2 separate regions of the Mus musculus genome follow, and region 2 is linked to region 1. The links are chromatin contacts, called in public Hi-C maps. All regions are on one chromosome and are shown on one strand. Each heading gives the region's core, a stretch centred on a gene start, on an enhancer-like site or on the middle of the called end of the contact. The rest is flanking DNA. Distances are from core to core; before and after follow the strand shown.

Region 1 (6,413 bases), core at 1,063-3,562:
TTAGTGTAGCGAGAACCAGGCTGATGAACAGGACGAGAGAAAGGCACTAGAGCTTGGAGATGGGTCCAGCAACAGGAGGTAGGGACGTCAGTTTCCAGACAGAGACCCAAGGCTGAGGGAGATCAGCTCTGCTAAGTACCCTCGGGTGATCTGTGACTATTCCTAGTGATGCAGAGCCAGGGCCGGGGAAGGGCTGGTGGGGAGGAAGCTCTCAGCTCTGGATCAGCCCAGACCCCTCCCCAGAGGGTCATATGATGTGACTAAGGGTGGGACAGAAACCCACCATTACCCTGCATGCCCATCCAGGGTACAAACAGTGCTGGCCTGAAGGCCAGCCTCAAGCATATGCAGCACAGGGCTGCTTGCTACCCCAAATCTGCCCTGCCCTCTGTATCTCCAGCCTCCTCCTCATTATCCCATAGTTGGACCACTACCATCATGCTGAGCCCTCGTCTAAGTTCAAGCCCTTCCAGGCCCATCCCTACTCATCCCTGGAGCCTTCCTGGACGGTCCATAACCCCCTGTGCCTCATCTCCAGCGTCCTAACATTAATTTTGGGGTGGACAGAAGAGTCCTGGTGGCATTCTGAGTCCTCCCAAATCCCAGGTACCTCCTTATGCCAGGCCTAGGGCAGGGCCTTGGCCATACAGATACAGCCCATGGCCCATGCAAGTAGGAAGCTTCTGAACGGACCAAACAGATGGTATCACAGTTGTCACTTAAATGTTTGACTTTACCTGACAGTTGTGTGTGTGTACATGTGTGAGTGTGTATGTGTGTGAGAGTGTGTGTGAGCACGCGTGAGTGTGTGTGAGAGTGTTTATATGTATGTGTGAGTGTGTGTGAGTATATGTGTGTGTGTGAGTGTATGTGTGTATGAGTATGTGAGTGGGTGTGAGTGTGTGTACATGTATGAGTAAGTGGGTGTGAGTGTATTTAAGTATGTGTGAGAGTGAGTGAGTATGTGTGTGTGAGTGTGTACATGTGTGAGTGAGTGAGTGTGCGAATGTGTGTGTGTACATGTATGAGTAAGTGTGTGTGGGTGTGTGTATCTGTGAGGGTGAGTGTGTGAGTATTTGTGTGTATGTGTGTGTTCATGTGTGTTTGTGTGTGTGTGTGAGAGAGAGAGAGAGAGAGAGAGAGAGAGAGAGAGAGAGAGAGAAAGAGAGAGAGCCCAGCTAGGCAGGAGGTCAGCTTCAATATAAGGTCCAACCTCAGGTAATCCAAGTTCCTGGTGAGTTTCCCAGAACCCACTTGGGGTTCTCCTTCCCAGCACATTACAGTTTGTAATGGTTTTTATTTGTGCAAATTGCTTGATGCCAGTCTTCCCTGAGCACCTGGCACACTTGCTGAGTGGGTAAAGACTCTAACAGCAGCGTAGCGTTCTGCCATGTCCCGTCCCTGGTACAGCATTCGCAGGTGCTCCTTGCCCAGACCTGGCCGGATCTGCCCATCTTGCCAGAACTGCAGATCAATCCCAGAGAAATTTCATCACAGTTAACCAGGAAGGTCTTTTCTCGAGGAGGGGAGGGCCTCCAGCCTCAAACAGTGCTTTCTGTTCATTGTCTACATCTGGCCAGACCTCCCGAGGGCAGAGGTCACATCTGCGTCTCAGGACTGTCCCCAACACACCCCGCTGTAGTCCGCCAGCTGTGACTCACACAGCTCCTGAGCTCTTCCTCTTTGGCCAGAGACCCACATCACTAACCACAGTAATGTAAGCTGCAGTAACCACACTTACGCGCAGAGTTTCTCCACACCAGGCCAGGGCAATGACCTTATATCGGGGGTCAGCAAGGACAGTCCTACCCGGAGGTAGAGGCATAGCCCAGATGGGCTTCCTCAGGCCTAGCGTCTAGACTTTTTCTCTCAACCGTTTGCAGTCTCTCCACTTCCCCACCAAGCAGCCTAGCAGGGACTTGATGCCCTGCTTGCACATTCATGAAGCGAAGACAAAGAGCGTTCTCTCTCTCTCTCTCTCTCTCTCTCTCTCTCTCTCTCTCTCTCTCTCTCTCACACACACACACACACACACACACACGGACACGGACACGGACACAGACACATACATGGACACACAGACACACACATGGACACATACACATGGACACACACACTCAGAGGGGGCAGTGAGTATCACCAGGGTGGCTTGGAGGGAGACAGGGAAAGTGAGCCAAGCTGTCCCGTATATCTGCCTTCCCTCACCACTAGGTCTCGGACATTCATCTGGGGAAATGTGGCGTCTGAGGATGTGGCTACAGTGGCCAGCATCTGGCGCCAGCAGAAATCCCCAAACCCGTCAGTGCCCTGTTCAGACGTGTCGCTGACCATGCACTGAGTAAGTGCTGAGAAGACACCTGTGCCTAAGGCCACACCCCTGCCTGCCCTCGGCTTCCAGACACACCCCCTCCTAGGGCTCAGGCCATTCCAGTTCTTCCTGTCCAACCCAATGAGGGTCCAGCACATCCACCCCTACAGTGGGCACCAGTAAAAGGGGAGGACAGGTACTGGGCTCCCAGCCCAGCTGTGTGCTCTAAGGAAAATTACCCAACCTCTCTGGAGTTCAACTGGCCCAACTGTAAAAAGGTCAGTTAATTAATAATTATTTATTATTTATCAGTCTACCATGAGATAAGGGTAGACGTACCTATCTTTACATGGCTGCCATTCACAATTCTGGCAGTAAACACTAAGTATCAGGAAAACCAAGACCTTGGAGAAGGGAGAAAAATCAATGTTGTTAAAAACAGGAAGATGGATGGGCTGGAAAGATGGTTCAGTGATTAAGAGCACTGTCTGTTCTTCCAGAGGTCCTGAGTTCAATTCCCAGCAACCATGGTGACTCTAAACTATCTGTAGTGGGATAGGATGTCCTCTTCTGGTGTATCCAAAAACAGGTACAATGTACTTATATACATAAAGAGAAGAAGAAAGAAGAGGAAGAGGAAGAAGAAAGATGAGGAACCTCATCTTTTTTTTTTTTTTTTTTTTTTTTAGCCAGATGCACATAAGATCAAAACTACATCCTCCCAGCTTCCCTTGCAGCTAGGTTTGGCTGGATGACTGAATTCTAATCAATGGGATATAAGAAATGTTGCTTTGCACCCTGGACTGCCCAACCATACTTGCCCTTGGGGGTTGGGGATGAGGCAGCTTGGATCAGACTCTGGGAGTGGGGAGCAGGTGAGATCGCAGTATCAAGCACCTTTATTAATTCCCAGGGAGCGCCCTTTAGACCCTCCACCATCATCCCATTGGTACCAAGCAAGTGAGTCCTCCAAGTGGCAGTTCCCCATTGGCTGTCATTGTCTGTGTCACCACTCTCTAGGCTCTCAGGCAGACTTCAGTTTGGCCCTCATGCTGAAGTTACCTGGGAGGCTGCGCAGCACCTGACTTTATGCAGAAGCAGCCACCACCTTGTCAGTGAGGCCTGCTGTTTCTCCTACAAAGAAGTAAATACAACTTCCAGGAAGTTCCTATAAAGAGAAGGGAGAGCTCCTATTTCAGGATGTCTTTGTCCTTCATGCTGGCTAGAGTGCCAGAAGCCATCTGGGAACTGTGATGACCTTGGAAGTGGAAAGCTAGTAGATCAATAAGAGACAAGACTGGGATCCTCCCAGCGCTTAACCATTGCATTACCCCAGGAGTGCTTACCTCCAGGGTTCAAGCACATGAGTGAGAACATGCATCTTATGTAAACCAAACATTAAATGATACAGCCTTTCCTCCGGTGGACCCCCAGGTAGAGCTCCCCTCTAGGTCTGGGACCCTTACCTGGAAAGAGCAGACCCTTCCTCACCTGGCTGATGTGGAGACTCTGGCAAGGAACGCCTCTTCTGTGCATGCCACATTATTACACCAGTGGAGGGTGAGGAGCAGAGAGGCCTGGGATGTGCGTGTAGAAGAGGAAATAGGACTCCCTATCTGGAACACCAGCCCTAGCCCCTGGAGACCCAAAAGACATCTTAAACCCATATCAGCATCCTTGGGATGTAGGGTAGGGGAGTGGGGGGACCTGCTGGGATGGCAACAAACTGCAAACCCATTGCTTAGCAACCCTTGTGGAGGGGTGCTGTCAGCTCTTATATCCCCCAACCATGTCCCCATTTGCCCAAAGGAGCTTGCAGAGGCCAGGCAGGATAGCACAGGCACCACGGAGGACAAACACAAGCCCAGGAAGAAAAGGGGCTGAGCTCCTGTTGCCTGAGGAAGAGAAGGCTCGGGCAACATTGAAGCCACGTTGGGCACGTCATTGAAACAGATAGAATCACTCCTCCATACATTCCTCATGTTAAAGTCTGAGTGTGACCGCCATGACAGTGAGTAAGGATGAGGGCGGGGCAATGGGGACGTCACATCTCTGGTGGAAAAGAGAAGTAGTCTTTCATTAACGTCAATATAATCAGGAGATCTCTGGTTCCTGGGGGAGAATTCCGACTTCCCAGGAAAGGGTACTTGCTGTGAAGAAAGATGTAGATGTAACAAGATGTGGGTCAAAGTCCAGGGGTGAAGGAGCAGCCTCAATGGTCCAAGCCTGAGGCCACTTTGCTATAGACCTGCGACCAGCCGGCTTCTGGCTGTGAGGTCAAACACATGGGGGATGGGGGGTGGAGGGTGGGAGGGCAGGGGTGTCTTGATGTGGAGTTTAAGAGCCACTTACGACAAATCACCTAACTTCTTTTTACCTTTCTTCTGTTAAAGAGAAAGAAAGAGACAGAGACAGAGAGAAAGACGAGAGAGAGAGAGAGAGAGAGAGAGAGAGAGAGAGAGAGAGAGAGAGAGAGGGAGAGAGAGAGAGAGAGAGAGAGAGACCGGGCTCAGTGGACAGATGTAGGAAGACTAATTGTGTATGCCAGCTTTGAGCCTGGCATCCAGGTCAAACTACAAATATTCTCTAATGGAGCTTGACATTTTTTTCCTGCCTGGGCAGAGGTTTGAAAAAGATGCTCTGACTTCAAGTGTAGAATTCCCTGTTCTGCAGTCCTGTGAATCTCTGAGTGCAGTTCTGGGATGAGGGCTGGGAGTGTCCTGGCTGACCCAGGGGAGCCTGGCCCACACCTAGGTACGACCCAGTTTATGCCCTCCTCATTGTGAAAGGAACTTTGTTTTTGCCCAGCATGTGCTCCCAGCCTCGTGGGCAGCTTTGGGATGACAGGTGGCTCTGCCAGCATCTCTGACCTCTTTCTTCTCTGTCCCCTCACCTGGAAGCAGGCGGCCGGCCGGCCGCAGGAGCCTCTCCAGCTGACTTCTGCCTCACACCTCCAGTCTCCTGACAGTGTCACATGCTGTGAGAGTTGGCAGGGCTACAGGGCCCATGGATGCCAACACAAACACCATTCCTGTGGAGGGAGAAAAGCCCATGGGGGTTATTTTTAACCTGTTGATCAGAGGCACAGCCCTGGCCCTAGGAGGCCTGGGTTTGGGGGCTCTGAAGAAAGTAAGCTAGCTGCCAAGCATCCCTCAAGGACTTCCAAGGGCATGGGACCACAGAGACCCTAAAGATGACCTAACATTGATGGAGAAGGAGAGAGGAAGGCACAGCTTTGTAACATGTCCAATCTTGCCCACTACTTTCAGGTGGGACAGAGCCCAGACAGGATGAACATTCACCTAGAGAGGACTCTCTCCAGTTCCTGTATTCATACCCAGGGAGACTGAGACCTGAGAGGGCCAGCTCTTACCCCCTTGCCTCTGTCTACCTATACACCTGGAATCTGACATTTCAGCGAACCAGCATCCAAAGCGCCATCCCAGGGTCAGTCCTTGCCCTGGCATCCTAGTAAAGGCATCCTTGCTCTGCCCTCTTCCGGTTTGCACTATGTCAATCAGCTACCCCCCAGTATCCTCAAGATGTAGTCCCAGTGGCTAACTCACCATGCAAGGAATTTCCTAGGTGCCCAAGCAGCGCCCCCTAGAGGCCAGTGGCAGAGCAACGGCCAGCACCAACATGGCTGGAGGCCCAGTGACGTGCGGGCCAGGACGTGCCTGCGTGGGGGGAACAAGACCGGGCTTCTGCCAAGGGCCTGGTGCTGCCTGCTCCTGAGCCTGTGATCGCCAGAGGGGGTGGTGAGCAGACAATGGACCCCATGGCCCAGCCTCCTGGCCTTGGCCCCTTGGGCTCGGCAGACAGCCGCCTCCACTGGTCCCTCACGTAGCCCACGTCCTGCCTGCTGAGTGGCCCTTATCACCCAGTACGTGTCAGGAGCCCATATCCAGGCTGTGGGGAGGTAACCAGGGGCCCAGGAGGAGTTGGACCAGTGGGAAATACATTCCTGTCCTCCCCAGGAAACCTTAGCCCGTTTGGCCAGGTCCCAACTCTTGATCATTCTTTTCCCTTTAGATGGAGAAGGTAGGATGGGCAAGAAGACATGGAGGCCCACATTTTCCTGTGAGCACTCTAGGCCACCAGTTCA
Region 2 (6,702 bases), core at 321-2,820, 380 kb before region 1:
CTATTGCACTGTCCAGGAGCATAACGGAAAGTCAACTGTGGTGGTGCAGACTTGTGATCCCAGGACTCAGATGCCTGGACTTCAGTGCACAACCCTACCTCAAATATATCTGCATTTATATGTCTAAATCCATATATATCTGCATCCGTATATATTCATCATGAACTACAGTTACCATGTTTTACATTAGACCTTTTAGGTTTATTTCTCCTTCCTATCATCATTCTATTTCCTATGTCCTTTGATAACTCTCTATTTGCTGATATCCAACCCACTTTGGTACCAGCCCTCCTCCCCGTCATTATGTAGCAGGAGGGTCAGAAGTTTAATGTCATCCTTGGCTACATAGTAAATTCTAGGTCAGCTGAGCTATATGAAACATTATTATTATTATTATTATTAAATTTGAGACAGGGTTTCTTTGTATAGCCCTAGCTGTCCTGGAACTCACTCTGTAGACCAGGCTGGCCTCAAATTTGCAGAGATCCACCCGCCTCTGCTTTTCAAGTGCTGGGATTAAAGACACATGCCATCCACTCAGCCAAAATATGGATTTTATATGTACACATATATAATTTCCAGGTTCCTGACAAGCTTTGGTGGGAAGAGCTAAGGAGGCTTAAGGGAAGGCCCGTGATCAGAAGGCAGTGTTCACAGGTGGACAGAGAAGGGACAAGCAAACCTGCAGGTTCCTGTCTTAGGGCGACTCACAGGGCTAGGGACGATGGTTCTGAGCAGCTGGTTCCACCACACGGAGGCACCTGAGCCAAGTCACCTTGAGTGTGGGCTTACAGTGATGGGGAGGTGGCTTCTGGGACTCGTTGGCAACAGAAGGAGAATGACGAGGCCGGGATGGCTCTCCTTATCAGACACACTCTGGCTTCCTTCCAGACTCTTCTAGTGAGAGCTGAATGAGCCGCTGGGCGCCTCTCCTGCCTAGCAGATGCAGTGGTGATGACCTGTGCAGAGTCAGGACTAGAACCCTTGGATACCATGCCTGGCTAGAGGGGTGGAGTCTGTAGATCTTTAGCTCTTTCTACTTAGGGAGGAACATTGCTTTCTGAGTCTGAAGCAGTCATTCAAGATGGCTCAGGTCACCTCTAAGCAGGTGTGAAGTGGGCCTTGTCCTGGGGTCTCTGTTCCCTGTGCCCACAGAGATAAGCCCAGAGCTCACAGCTTCTCTCTGAGTGGAAGAGAACAGAATGGAGAGGGATATTGCCTGAGGCTAATATCTTGGCAGTGAGCTGCTGTGTGATGTCCTGGGATGGAAAGTTTTGTAGGGATGGATCCCTGGCAAGATCCTCCTCCTGATGAGTGCTAAGACTTCCTGGCTGCGGGCTTGCACCGGAAGACAGGTGGGGCAGTACGCAGGGCAGCCAGCTTCCTCACCTGGACTCTGCCATTCAATACTCCTTAACCTTTCCGCTCTGTCAGCAGAGCATGGAGCAGCTGCTGCGTGCCAAGTTCTTTTGGTGCCCTTGGAATGAGAAAGACAACGCTCTTAAGTCAGGAAGGTTTGAGCGCAACCAGGAGAAGCTGAAAAAACAGAAGTTATACTGGAAGATGTTGGAGGGTAGGATGGGGTGGGGGTGCGCACAGAGTAGGCAGCAGAGGCAGCAGGTGGCCGGGGTCCCAACAAAGAGTACTCAGTGCAGTGCCCAGTTTGGGCAGCAGAGGGCAGCAAGAGTCCTGCAGCCAAGAAATTGACCTTTAAAAGCTGCTGGTGGTTAGTGAGGACAGGGAGCCTGAAGAGAATGGGCAGTGTGGCATCAGCTTTATGGGGGTTCGTGCAGATGGCTCCTACGTCTTTTAGAAGCGATCAGAGGACCCTACCCCTACCCCATTGTTTACTTATATTGGAGGCTGCACCAGGGGTGTCCTTTTTCTCTGTCCCCACTCTGAGAGGATTGACTCTACCTTGTGGTAAAGAGAATGGTGGCTTTCAGGAACTTACAGCCATTTTTTTTTAAAGATTTATTTATTTATTATATAAGTACACTGTAGCTGTCTCCAGACACTCCAAAAGAGGGCGTCAGATCTTGTTACAGATGGTTGTGAGCCACCATGTGGTTGCTGGGATTTGAACTCCGGACCTTCGGAAGAGCAGTCGGGTGCTCTTACCCACTGAGCCATCTGACCAGCCCATTTTTTTTTTTTTTTAAATTTCATTTTACCTGTATGGGTATTTTGTTTGCATGTATATCTGTGTACTACACATATGCCTGGTGCCTATGGAGGCCACCATGGCGCTGGTGTTAGATGGTTATTAGCCATCACGTAGGTGCTGGGAATCAAATCTAGCTTTGAGCCATCTACCCAGGCCTTCCCGGCCATTGCTTAGTGTGATGACCTTTAGGGGTTGAGACGTAGGATACCTGCTGCTCCCTCGACAGTTTGACCTGAGCCTGGCCCTTACTCTCTCTGGCATTGGGAAACCCAGGAAGACCTCCTGCCAACTGCAGAGGCTCAGCTGCTGAGTTCCAGGCTGGATCTTCTCCCCAGTCTCAGTACAGGTCTCTGGAGAGGAAGCCAGGTCTGAGGAGGCCTGGGGCTGTGAACTGATCCACTGGATCATTCCTTCAAAGGGCTACTACCACAGTTGTCTGGGCCTGGTTTTTCCATATTTACAGTTGAGATGGAGGTGAAGGTGTCAGGTACACACTGTGTGTCTGCTCACACACACACACACACACACACACACACAGAGAGAGAGAGAGAGAGAGAGAGAGAGAGAGAGAGAGAGAGAGAGAATGGAACATGGTGTGTGTCCCAGATGATGAGCTGACTGAACCAGGGAGGTTGAGAGGACAAGAACACGATGCCGGGGCTGCGCGGGAAGGCAGAGAGCCCGGCCCCTGGCATGCTGCAACTCAGCACCCTTTGGCTTGCTTGGTCCCGCCCTCACTGGCATCTGTATTTGTATTTTTTTAACTTCCTCACAGTTTACCCATGTTGCTGGGCTTGGGCTACTCATTTCAGCCTCTGCTTCCCATCTCCTCGAAGTAAGAGGTGAGCAGACATGCTGGTCTGAGGGGCCCCATGCCACCATGCTGTTGGTTGAATCGATAGATATCTGGATACAGTGGGGTTAGGGATAGACCCTAGGCTGTTTTCTCCAGGCTAGCGCCTGAGTGAGGGACGCTGCAAGCCAGCCTCCCTGGGTGGGCAATCAGAGCTTGGTCTTGCTTATCTCACAGAGGCTGTGTAGCTGTGGGCTCCAAGGGCAATGAGGGATTAGGTCTCTGTAGAAAGCTGTCCAAATGATGTTCTGGGCCCCAGTAATGGGACTTAAGGCTAGAGAACTGTATATTTCTGGGTCTTTTTGTTGCCAAGGATAAAACACAGGGCCTGGGACACTGTTCTGTAACATTCTATCCTTGTCTCCCCTCAAGCAATGTTTCCTGGAGACTTGTGACCAAGAAAGCCACCAGGGTTCTCAGGTGCCCAAAGAACAGCTGTTGGCTAGGTGTCGTACCAACCGGGGCCTGTTTCACTTGATGTTTTGATTCCTTGGCGGTGGCACTGGGGCCTAGAGCAAGCGATAGGCCCATGGTGTGGCCTTCACCCCATTGTTCTGTGCATGGCTCAGTCAGGACCAGGGGCAGAGGACCTCCATGCTTCCAGAAAGCTCTGGTTTTGACCTGGGCAGGCAGCTAGCTACACGGGGATAGGCTTCTCTGATGCAGGGTGGCCTCTGGAGGGTGGAAACTGACTGAATCGTGAGGCTGCTGGGTGTGGAGTGACCAGGGTGGGCCATGGTTGGAGGTAGGCTGCGGGAAGCTTGAGTGGTGGGAGCCAGCACCGGGGCTGAGCTGGCAACTGATGAAGGCTCCAGATCAGCCCTCTGAGCATAACTGGTTGGTCCTGTACCAAAACCTTCAAAAGTTATTTGCCTTCCTGGCAGGGCCCAGAGCAGGGCTGTGGCTGGTTTGGGGGAGAGGCCTCTGTGCGCAGGGGAATAGAAGCCCAGATCTGCATCCAGAGGCGATTTTCCCAGGCTCCTTCCTCCCACACAGCGGCTCCCTCCCTTGGAGCTGGATCAGGCCCTTCCAGCCAAGTCATCCTGGCTGCACAGCCTAGCCTGGTCTGAGCTGCCTGGCGTCTTGAGTAGCATGGGGCAGACTCAGCAGCCGAGGTCTCCTCCTACCAGGCATGACTCCACCCATCAGCAGTTGGGCAGACCACTGAGGTGGAGGCCTGAAATGGCCCAACTTCAGCTTGAGCCCCTGGTTGTCTCATCGATCTTAGGGCAGAGGCCCAAGGTCAGTGATTTACCCTGAAGCAAGGAAAGGGAGCCACACCATCTGTGGGTCCCTGAAGTCACCTCTACACTTGCTCCCTTCCCTGTGTCATGAGCAAGTGACTGTGACCATCAGGAGCACAGCAACTTTCTCAGTGGCACCTCAGTGCCAGGCCTCAATTGTCCCTCCCATCCAGGGTCTTGGAGCATCCAGATGGAAAGGGGCAACGCACTGGTGGTGCTGCGCAGCCTGCTCTGGCCAGGCCTCACCTTCTACCACGCTCCTCGCACCAAGAACTATGGCTACATCTACGTAGGCACAGGAGAGAAGAACATGGACTTGCCCTTCATGCTGTAGGAAGGCAGGCTGGATATTTATGTGGGGTCGAAACACTCTTTCATAAAGTTCAACTGTTGGGCCTTTTTGTTCTGTCTTGATTGTTGTCATTTTGTCCCTCTGGCAATCTAGTCACCTGGCTATGAAAGGCCAGAAAACAATTCTGAACCAAGAAGCAGAGGCCTGGGATGAGCTAATGAAGGAGGAGGCATCAAGTGTAGATGGGTGGAGATGGTGTGAAGGGGCAGTTAGGGGCCCGCTCAAATTCCTGGATTCAACTGAAAGCTGCTAGTAACTGACAGTCACTAGGCCCTCACTGCAGTGTGGTGCCCGTCAGCAGACGATGGGACCTGTGTGGCACATGGACCTGCCCCAGGTCCACTGACAGGGCCCATTAGGCAGTTCCCTACTATGCACAGGCCCCACATTTCTAAGCACTGACCACACGGGGAAGCCAAGAGCCTGCTTTATTACATTGCCTTGGGTAAGGCTCCCGTCCCTGCTCCAACCTCAGCCCCAGCCAGGCAGAAGACCACAGTGGCCAGGAGATCCAGCTCCTGGCTGCCCTTGGCTTCCAACATTGCAGCTGGGCAGATCCAAGGCACAGAAGTTAGTTCTCTGTGCTGTTGTGGAGGATAATGGTTCTGGTGGGAGGAGCAAGTGCATCTTCTAGACGGTTCTAGTCAGCTCTTCAGAAGTCCTGCTCCCACTAATGCATCATCTTCAGAGGCCTTCTGGAGTAGCAGACATTGTCTTTCAGGAGTGGTGACCCCACGGCCATACCCACCTTGTTCCAACGGTGGCCTTTTTTATAGATGGGCTTGACGGACTTGGGAGCCCAGCGAGTCAGATAGCTGTAGTGGGAACACAAGAGGTTGCCTGCTGGGGCAGGAAGAGCCGGACACTGCCCCCTGGGGCTGTGCTGCCTCCCTCACCAGTTTTCCTTTCTCAAAAGGCAAAGCATTTTTGGGGGAGGGGACTGCTGTTTTGTAAACAGATGGGCTGGGCTCTTGCGGCTACAAGTGTGTGTACTCAGGGCTGAGGTGGAGTCTGGCAGCCCAGGCCCATCCCCTTGACCTTTAAGAGTTGTCAGTGTACATCCACACTGCAGGAGGAAGGCAGAGAAGAATCCTGCTTGTCACGCAGGTCTCTGGCCTGACGCTGGAGACAGGAATGTGACAGAAGGCTGGAGAAGGCCTGCACTCATCCCACTTGGCTCCTTTAGATCTCCTAGCCTCCAGGGGACTTCCCAGGGCACCTCAATCGTTGCAGGACCCCATCCCTCACCCCATAGGAAGCAAGGGATGAACACAGCAGTGCTGTGTTCCAGCAGGTTTCTGTAAGTAGGAGGGGCCAGGGAAAGATGGCGGCCACCCATGGCCCTCTGGCCTCCTCTGGGGATAGCCTAGGCTCTGACTGTTCCTGGAAGAGTGGGTCATAGCACCAAGACTGGGGTTTACTCTGTTCATAATGAAACCTGGCTCCTGATCAGGAAGGCCCATCCTTCATACTCAAGAGTTCAACCACAAAGGCCAGGTCCTCCTGTGTTCTATGTGAGGTTGAGGCTTGCCCTGGCTGCCTCTAGAGGCCCTCAAGTTTTACTTTAAAAACTAGTATTCCTGGCAGAAATTAAAATTTTTTTTTTGGCTGACATCTTCTGGCTGACAGAGGGTTGCTGATTCACGCCTTTCTATCATGGTTCTTTGGAGCTTGAGCTGTGAGCCTCATGCAGAGGGAAAGCTGCGGGAGGTCCGTCCTGCATCTGACCTGGGCAGAGGTGTGTGCTGGGCACAGGAGGTAGGAAGATGAGGCCTTCCCTAGTTGGCTGGACCCACGAACACTGCACTGGGGTACCCCCTGCACAGGGGCTGCTGTTTCTATGGTCAGTTGTTTTAAGACAACAGGTTAGCCCAGCATAAGTTCCGTCACCTCCAGCTAGCCCCTTCACTGGCCTCTCCTAGCCCTCAGAGGGAGAGGTGAAGATGGGGTTCATATACAGGCCCATGGTATAGGTGTTCATCAGGACTCAGGGACTTGAGAAGAGCCCGACTGCGCAGCGTCTCCAGAGCTTTCCTCCTCAGCTCTCCTTCAGTGAGCCTTGGCTGCATCTGTGCCACATGGAGCA

The links. A called contact is a pair of places that touch in the nucleus more often than the background predicts.
Region 2: a contact with region 1 is called in a Hi-C map of bone marrow-derived macrophages, with 24 read pairs. The contact joins two enhancer-like sites. A contact is called at or near these places in 15 of 39 promoter capture datasets (the 3T3-L1 cell line, the C10 cell line, the HPC-7 cell line and 11 more), 1 of 15 datasets of contacts at CTCF or cohesin (the NIH/3T3 cell line), 3 of 484 Hi-C or Micro-C datasets (Sertoli cells, bone marrow-derived macrophages and embryonic stem cells), 18 of 115 datasets of contacts at active chromatin or transcription factors (bone marrow-derived macrophages, cardiomyocytes, craniofacial prominence and 11 more) and 4 of 9 other capture datasets (adipose tissue, liver, macrophages and 1 more).

Annotation. Positions count from the first base shown.
Region 1 is chr17:45,748,145-45,754,557 of GRCm38.p6, reverse strand. It overlaps F630040K05Rik (RIKEN cDNA F630040K05 gene), which reads right to left. Exons shown (of 5, transcript NR_152153.1): 2 at 5,202-5,339. Among named protein-coding and RNA genes, the nearest start is that of F630040K05Rik, 17 kb to the right of the region's middle. Within about 2 kb of position 2,312, at least 134 of the 459 cell types and tissues checked have an H3K27ac peak or open chromatin away from gene starts, as enhancers often do. A contact at or near this core is called in bone marrow-derived macrophages, where this site is marked.
Region 2 is chr17:46,127,234-46,133,935 of GRCm38.p6, reverse strand. Rsph9 (radial spoke head 9 homolog (Chlamydomonas)) reads left to right here. Exons shown (of 5, transcript NM_029338.4): 5 at 4,438-4,666. The coding sequence ends at 4,598. Mrps18a (mitochondrial ribosomal protein S18A) reads right to left here. Exons shown (of 6, transcript NM_026768.3): 6 at 5,028-5,431. The coding sequence ends at 5,287. Among named protein-coding and RNA genes, the nearest start is that of Rsph9, 14 kb to the left of the region's middle. Within about 2 kb of position 1,570, at least 23 of the 459 cell types and tissues checked have an H3K27ac peak or open chromatin away from gene starts, as enhancers often do. A contact at or near this core is called in bone marrow-derived macrophages, where this site is marked.